Linked DNA regions of Mus musculus: all the other regions are linked to region 2. Evidence: chromatin contacts called from public promoter capture Hi-C data. All regions are on one chromosome and are shown on one strand. Each heading gives the region's core, a stretch centred on a gene start, on an enhancer-like site or on the middle of the called end of the contact. The rest is flanking DNA. Distances are from core to core; before and after follow the strand shown. Region 1 holds the start of A730013G03Rik (RIKEN cDNA A730013G03 gene). Region 2 holds the start of Cd34 (CD34 antigen). Region 3 holds the start of Hhat (hedgehog acyltransferase).

Region 1 (2,700 bases), core at 186-2,685, 2.1 Mb before region 2:
GTTCCCGCCACAGCGCTTCCTCTGCCTGCTTCTCACCCTCCAGGGACCACCCAGCTGCCACAGCTGCGAGAGGCCTATGGAGGGCTCGCCCTTTTGTCCAAACCCCATGGCAAGATGGGATTTGGAGGGGACCGGGACACGCGAAGAGGGGGTCACCGAGGTAGAGCGCAAGGGGCCGAGCGTATCTGGGCCCTGTCCGCTTTTCGAGTTGCGAGTTGCGGGTCCTGCTGAGCCTTGACTTCCTTTTACAGTCCCCACAGGAGACCTCCAGGGGCCTCGGAGGCCTGGCAGTAGTCTAAACACAGCGATTTGTTTTTTATCTGTCTATCCATCTGTCTGCCTATAGTTCAGTTGAGCTTTCCCATCTTTCTTCCCATGGGCTTTTAGCAATAAGCGAGGTGAGGCTGTCCAGTCGAAAGCTTGCAACAGAAGCATTAAGCAGGAATGTGTCCTTGACCCTCTGAGCCAGGGGAGACGAAGGCCAAGCTCTAAAGCCTCAAACTCGAGGGCTCCCGGTAGGGCCCTGGCCTCTCGCTCTGGTCCTTGGTCGGGGTCAGGGCGCGCCCTGGGGTGTCCAGCCCGGGACAGATAGAACCAGTGCTGACGCTTCTGTCAACTGTTGGAGGCCTAGGCCAAGCCAAAAAGGTCTGGAGTATAGAGTGAGGCCTGGCCCGGGGAAAGTTCCCCTGGTAGTTCCGAGGTGTGGACCCGGCTGAGAACAGGCGATGAAAGTTAAAAGGACTGTGGTTTCAAAGAAGGCCAATCTGGACGCTAGGATGCTGAGCGCGTGAGTGCCCAACCTCTGCAGGTGAACTGAGGCAGGGGCATCAGCATCCCAGGCCTGGGGACGCAGTCCCAGGCAGGCGCGCACCCGCATGCACGCACATGCACACGGCGTCACCGACATACGCCTGCACCCACTGTCTGTGCCTCGCGAGGCCTGCTGCCCCGGTGCACGACAGCCGGCGACCGCGCGCTCCTCCAGCCCCGGGCGCTCTGCAGAGCCCCCGCCCGGCCGCGCGGCGCTCGCTCCGGCTCTTTGTTATGTTAATTCCCTTCCCAGCTGGTGCCAGCTGCCTGCACAATGGGCGCCCGGAGCCCCGCCAGCCCTCGCCAGCCCGTGAGTGGGGGCGGGGAGGACCGTGCACCCTATGTGGATGGGGCGGGCTAGTCCCGCTGAGTGAACGCTGCGGGGCGAGCAGCACCTCCCCCCATGCCGGCGAAACCGCGCTTCTGAGGCCTGCGGAGCGAGCTCTGATGCTTTCCAGTCGCCGGGACTGCCTGCCCTCTAGGTGCCAGGGCTGGATGGAAAGTAAAAGGCTTCTGGGCGGCTCCAGACCCGTGAGGATGAAAGAGGACAGCCGCTTCCAGACCACACAGCTAATCCCGCCATAAACCTCGAGTAAATACCGGGAGAGAAGGAGCAGGCCCGCTACAGATGTGGAGTGCAGCCTCCGGGGATCCCCAAATTAAAACCCGGGCAGGAGAGGCACTTGGACCACCACCAAATGACACTAATTGGGTTATGGGACCATAATCTTAGCTGGTAAGAAAAAAATCCAGTTACAGTCACAGCTGCAAGGACTGTCTTCATAAAGCTGCAGAGGGAACGCGGGCTTTTTTTTATTACGCATAAACATGAGGAAGAGGCTCAGGGTCCCCGCCTGCATGGTGCGGAGAGGCGAAGGACTTTTGTGCCGGGAGCAGCAGCGCTACATGCCTGGCTGGCTCCGGGTGTGCAGGGCTAATGGGCTGGGAGTGGATGGGGTAATGTATTGAGCTGGGGAGCAAATCTGCCTGCAGGAATGTAGTTCCAGGATAGGAGAACAGTCATGGGCAGTGCGAGCGCGTGCAGGCGCGCGCGCACCCTTCCCCCCTCCCCCTACACACTTGGTGGGGAGAACAGATTAAACGATACTAGAATGACTGAGTTAAGCTTAGATCTATAATAACTGGAGTTGTAAGCCGGGCAGTGATGGCGCACGCCTTTAATCCCAGCACTTGGGAGGCAGAGGCAGGCGGATTTCTGAGTTCGAGGCCAGCTTGGTCCACAGAGTGAGTTCTAGGATGGCCAGGGCTACACAGAGAAACCCTGTCTCAAAACAAAACAAAAAAATAGTAGTAGTAGTAGTAGTAATAATAATAATAATAACTGGAATTGTGAATGAATTCTTACAACTTCCATGTCAAGAAACACTCACATGGACAAATGATCGGGGTTGCTTTAGGATTCTTCAGTGACAATTTCCAACAGCGACCCATGCCACCCTCATTGTGTATAGCCATCTTGTCTAAAGCCAGTGAAGGTCAGGCTGCCTGCAGGCTCTTACTGGTTTGAATTATAGCCATGGAAAAATAGATCTTTTTTTCCTTCAGCTGTTGGTTTTTCAAACTGTGAGAAGCAAGAGTTTGGAGCTGGCCAGCCTGGTGTCCCTGGGCAAGCTAAGAGTTTCCTTTATCTGGCATCCTCAATCACTGGCTTCGGTCACCCTTAGGAGCCACACAAGGAAGGAAAAGACAGCAGACCCTCATCTGAGACTCCAGTCACCCTTGGCCCCCAGATGCACATAGCCTCCAGGTGTGCCAAAGTGGCCAAGAGGTAGAAGGTTGACAAGGTGCAACATTTAGTCAGAGGTCTTCCTGAACCACCTATGGGCCTGTAAGGTTACTCCAAGAAACCCACTGGTTCAACAAGCTGGA
Region 2 (2,774 bases), core at 81-2,580:
TAACAGAGAAAACATCTGGAAGTAAAGGTAGACTCAAATGAACCAACTCATTTTTACATATAACAATTTACCTACCATAAAAAGTATGAGCAAAATGTAGGTACCAGAAGAAAATCCACTTTTGAAACTGAAGAATTAGGTGTAATATTTCCTTCTTAGTTCATATTCCAAGGACCAGAATTTAATTTTAAAAGTACATTTTGCAATCCTTTCTGACCCTACCTCCAGGTTCTCCATCACAATATGCCAACTGTACTTTGACACAAACTCACTTAATGTCGTTGTATTCAATGAGCCTCTGCCTTTATTATGATGAAAACCTCCGCTTCTTGTTTTAATGGTGTGATATGAAACAGGGTAAGAGTATAGATTTGAGGACTGATACTCTTCTTCTCAACCCCAAGGTATATTAGGCCCAGGGTAGGCAACACAAACAAATGTACTTTCTTCGTGGAGGTAGATCTTCAGAGAAATAAATACAGAAATTTATCCAGGGCGTTTGTCTGATCTTTCTTTCTCCCTTTAGGTTATGTGACCAGACATTATGGGAAAACTAGGGCTAAGTATTTACAGTCATCATCACAGACCCTTCTGTGCCTTATCTCAATTTCTACCTGCTGCTATATGCCTTGTCTTGCTTCTCTCTCCTCCTGCCTTGATCTTCTGACCTGTGACGAGTCAGAATCCTGCAATCCAGCGCATCAACATGCAGCACCATTGCGTGGAGAAGCACAAGGAGTGCTAGAAGGTCTGTTAGGTAGGGCAGGGTAAGAATCTAAGAAATCTTTTGTCTGAAGGGAGGGCAAGAAAAGCTCCCATAGAATCAGGAAACTTAAATCTAGGATTGAAAAGGGAACATTGGAGAAAAACCATGTACTATGGAGTATCTATATTATCTCTATGGTATTGACAATTGCTATGACCCAACTAGCTAAGGAAATATGGATGATCACAGGAAAGTTAATACAAATTCTGTTGATTTTGCTGGAAAATGAGTATAAAAGAGAGATGGTAGGATAGCAGATGGTCTGGACTGTGAAAAGGCTATTAGTGTCCTGTTTGTGTCCTGCTCAATTTTAACATGCAGCACAGATTCCACCGTGACTATCTCTAAAGGTGTCTTGGAATTGTGTTGTTTCCTGCTTAGCTGAAAGATCATACTCCTGTAAACTCAGGCGTACACAGTGGCTTCCTGCCACACTTAAAACTTGAAAATAAAGAAATCAGAAAGGAGAAATTTGACCCTGCCGAGAGGCAGCCAAGATGACACACGGTTAAAAGTGAAGTAGGAACTACGAGAGGGGCTGGCCTCACCAAGACGCAACAGGGAGGGGATAAGCCAGCATCCCCCACCCACTCCGGACAGGGAGCAGGGGAGGAGAGCCAATATCCCCCACCCCTGCGCAGGGCGGAGGAGCGCGTCCCGCGCCGGGCCGCCTCCTGCACCGAGCGCATCTCCGGAGCGGTACAGGAGAATGCAGGTCCACAGGGACACGCGCGCGGGGCTCCTGCTGCCATGGCGCTGGGTAGCTCTCTGCCTGATGAGTCTGCTGCGTGAGTATTAACAGCTGAGGGCCAAGGGACCAGGCTATGGGCCGGGAGGAGGGAAGACGCCGGCCACTAACCTCACCTGGGAATCCTGCGCTCCAGCACGCAGAAGTGAGCTTACTCAGGTAGTGCTGGGGGACGCCAGCTCCTCTGCGTGGCTGGAGGTGCAAAGCTCAAAGTTGAGGCTAGAATGCAGACAGAAGGAAGGAAAAGTTCTGTAACTCTCCTTAATTGAGGAAGCAAGGACCCAGAGTGGTCCAGAGAAGGGTCCAGGCACCCATTGTTCCCAGGACTTGGACATAAAGAATTCATGAGGGTAGCCATTTCCAGTAAGGGCCAGGAGACCTTTAAGGAGGACTGAGGGACATTAGTGGAAGAGTCTGGAATAAAGAACAGGCAGAGAGGAAAAAAAGGACAATTTTAAATTTCAGATTAGAAAGCTAGAGTCGCCCCTGCAGAAACCATGCAGATGCTAGTAGGGAGGTGGTTTGGTGTACACACCAAGTCCTTCTGCTCACCAGTCTTCCCCGTGCACAAACATACATTCATTGCTAGTTGGAATTTTCTTGCTCTGCTTCCCTTCAGATTCTAAAGCTAGTGGACAGGCCAAGACACCTCCTGCTGCCCACGCATACTCTTACTTCTTAAGTTCTTCCCCTCTTAGGTTGGCAAAAAATAGTATTCACTCAGTCTATAGCAAACTTTATTGCACTGGAGGGTGTTGTTCTTCATCCCAACTCATGTCCTTTGAGGTTTTCAGGGTTGTGAATTACTCATTTTGCTTTTAACCCTTGGGGCTCCTAAATCTTCATTGTATATCTTAAAGGACACTCAACATGTAGAGTAGCCTGGATCTACCCACAAGACCTCTTTTCTCCCAGTCTTCTGCTCCATTGCCTTTGGGTCTATCCCAAAGAGAGCTGGCAGAGGAGAAGTTGAATTAGGTTCTGGGTTCTCCTGATTGGCAGCGCTAGACATGTCCATTTTGATGGAGTAAAACTTGCTTGGACAAAAATGCCCAGAATGATGCTACACTGTGCACGGGTAGGTGACCACGGGCTGGAGTCCTCATCAGATGCTCTGTACTTACTCTTTTGGTCACTCAGCTCAGCACTGACCCAAGTCTGGGTGTAGTGCTGTCTTTTCTTATTTCCTCAGCTGGCCAGTATCAGCCTTGTCTTGGGCTGAATGGGGCAGGGTGGAGAGAGCAAAAAAACCTCTGCAAA
Region 3 (2,976 bases), core at 214-2,713, 2.2 Mb before region 2:
CTCCAAAAAGGCCCGTAGCAAGTTCTGCAAGAACCAAGAATTTTATTTCTCTGAGGCCCCAAAGTATGGCACCCCTGCCCTTGGGCCACACTGACCTGGGATCACCAGGAGATCTTGCCAACTGCCAACCAGGGCCTTGACCTCACCTTCAGCTGGTGACTCTCCAAGAGAAAGCCAAGTAAAAACCAGGTAAAGCCTTTGTCCCCAAAGAAGGCTCCAAACCCCAGCCCCTAGCATAGACAATTCATTGGTGCTGGTGGCCTTGAAGGGTCTTGGAGAACACAGCTTGTCTTTCTGGGGTGCTGTCAAAACAACACATCCATCAGAACTGTCCTTAGCCAGCACATAAACCATCCTACGGGGAGAGAAATCACAGGGAAGTCGGAACATGAAGAATAGAAGCCAGAAAGAATGGACTTCTAGACCCTGAGTGAAAGCGCACAGCCCTTCAAAGCTTTCCCTGAGCCGCGTCCTGTGGCACTGGAGCAGATGCTCAGCTCTACATAATAGAACACCACACTGAACGGAGCAGACACACTGCATAACGCTGTCAGTCCCCACACGTAGAAGGCCCTGATCTAAAAGCGGCCAATAGCTGTTGAATCTGGGGGAGGAGAGCCTGCATAAAAACTGGTGTCTCCCAGTCTTGCCACTGAACAGATGAGGGAAACTAAGTCCAGAGAGTTTCTGGAAAGCGAAAGAGATCTTTAAACTGAGAACTGGGGCTCGGTGGTTAAACATTTGCTGCACGGGTTTGTTGGCCCAATTTCAACACACACACACACACACACACACCACGAAGAAAACAGAAATCTCTGAGCTGGGCCGGGTGGGGGCGTGGGGAGGGCCTGTAGGCGCCCTTCCTGCAGGGAGCAGCAGGGTTCTCGGTTCCCGGGACTCCGTGCCTTTGTGTCGCCGCCCTCCAGCACGCGGACACGGACACGGGAAGCGGAAACGCTATTGCGTTTCTCCCCCACGTCAGCGGCGAGCCTCCCACGACCTGCTGCGGCACCCCAGCCAGCCCCCTGTCTCCGCGCAGGTTAAGTCGTGGCAGCCTTTGCAACCACAGGCCCCTGCACGGCCGCCAGCTCCACGCGCGCCCGCCGCCAGCCCCCGCGCGCCCTCTGACCCTGCGGGGCCTCACCACCCACGCCCCCTCCTGCTCTCCACGCGCGCCCCCGATGCACGGCTTTTCCCCTGTCTGTCTCGCGCGGGCGAAATCACCTGGATCGCAGTGTGCAGAGCTGGGCGAGCGGGAGAGAAGGCGTCCCTGCACCCCGCCGCGCTGAGCCGCGGCCCGGGAGGGACTCGCGAGCACAGCGCGGGTCAGAGGCCGCGGGGGTGAGCGCCTGGCCTGAGATGTTGTGCCCGGGTTCCCGAACGCAGGATTGGCCAGGGCTCTGTACATTTACTGGAGCCGAATCATTACACAGGGTCCCACCAGAACCTCAGGCTCCAGGATTCTTCCGGTCCCCAAAGGAATGAGTCTGGGGCGGGGGTGTGTACGGCCTGCCCTGCTACAGGAAGATGACTTAGACCAGTGAAGGGCAGACTAAATAGAGCTGGAGAAATCTCTGCAAAACCGACTTTAAAATCATCTTCACTTCCACCTTCCCCAGCACCAACTAAAACAGCCGGACCAGGAGTGCCAGGTTGCCCAAAATAAAAACACAGGGTGCCAAGTTAATACTTTCTTGGTATCATATGGCCTTTGTTGTTTGGAAGACGTAATATACTTTCTAACAGTTCCTGGGGGTTGGAGAGATGTGGCTCAGTGAGTAAGGGTTTGCTATGCAAGTGTTAGGATCTGAGTTTAATCCCCACACTGAAGTAAAGAGCCAGGCATGGCTGGTGTGCCTGTAGCCCCGTCATTGAAGGTAGAGACTCTATCGAACCCCTAGATCCTGACCAGCTGCCTTAGTCTAAACAGGAAGCCTCCAATTAGAGGCTAATGCAGACCCTGCACCACAAAAATGAGGTGAGGCAAGAGGAAGATGTGGAAGCCTTGCTCTGGCCTCTTCAGGAGAGCACCCAACATGCATACAACATATATGTCTTGTATATTTGTAATAACAGTGTGCCTTGGTACCTGACAAGTCTGGTCACTGTAATAAAGCCCAGGGTTTGGCCCAGAAGGTGCCAAAGTGTTAGCTCTGCTCTGGGACAGTCAGAAGAGGTGGTCCTCTTCTGTGTCAGGTTCTAAATGGCCTGTTACTGTGGGTTCAATGCCATTTAAGTCTAACTCTTTTCTACATGTGCACAGTGCTCATTTGAAGACATAAAATAAAGTCAGGTTTGGCTAATGTAAATCAGAAACATCTGTGTAAGAGAAAATACTCCAGGCTTGTGACCCAGCTATACAGCCAAGACAGGAGGATCCGAAGTTCAAAACCAGGGCTACAGAGTGATTTTGACAAACTGTCTCAAAATGTAAAAGTAAGCATTGGCAGAGGAGACACAGCTCAGTGGTGGAGCCTTGCCTCACATGCAGAACACCCACAATACCAAAGCCCAAAGCAAGACTAAGCAATGAGCTGAAGAACGTGCCGGCGGGGAATATTCCAAGTGGTACTTCTTAGTACACGTGGATTTAAAACAGTTGATGGAAACATCAGAATCCAGTTGCACGTAGACAAGAGACTTGAGTGTGGGAGTGTATTTTGACAAAATTATCTTATATTCTAAGAGACTGGAAGCTTTGCTGGGCTTCTCGGGTGAAGTTAATAATATACATTGAGGTCACTCAAGACTACTTTCTAGTCGGCCTGTTTGTTTAACTTGCCTTTCAGAGAACAATGTAACAATGGGCTTTACTTGTCTTGGGTTTCCCATATAACCAACTTTCACAATCTAAACAAATGCATAGCTGTAAGCTTCAATATGTGCTTCTCCATGCCATGACCCAGTGTCATGTATGTGTGCTCTAATAATCATCTGCTGAAAACATACAAAAGAGATTTAAAGCAGTCTTCTTAA

The links. Promoter capture Hi-C pulls out the DNA fragments that hold promoters and counts their contacts.
Region 1: a contact with region 2 is called in a promoter capture Hi-C map of hippocampal neurons, with 4 times the contacts expected there. The contact joins the promoter of A730013G03Rik here to the promoter of Cd34 in region 2. A contact is called at or near these places in 2 of 39 promoter capture datasets (frontonasal cranial neural crest and hippocampal neurons) and 1 of 115 datasets of contacts at active chromatin or transcription factors (large pre-B cells).
Region 3: a promoter capture Hi-C map of hippocampal neurons shows a contact between it and region 2, with 3 times the contacts expected there. The contact joins the promoter of Hhat here to the promoter of Cd34 in region 2.

Annotation. Positions count from the first base shown.
Region 1 is chr1:192,833,778-192,836,477 of GRCm38.p6, forward strand. It overlaps A730013G03Rik (RIKEN cDNA A730013G03 gene), which reads right to left and starts at 1,436. Exons shown (of 1, transcript NR_155503.1): 1 at 1-1,436.
Region 2 is chr1:194,937,491-194,940,264 of GRCm38.p6, forward strand. It overlaps Cd34 (CD34 antigen), which reads left to right and starts at 1,331. Exons shown (of 8, transcript NM_133654.3): 1 at 1,331-1,554. The coding sequence starts at 1,476.
Region 3 is chr1:192,769,756-192,772,731 of GRCm38.p6, forward strand. It overlaps Hhat (hedgehog acyltransferase), which reads right to left and starts at 1,464. Exons shown (of 12, transcript NM_144881.4): 1 at 1,225-1,464.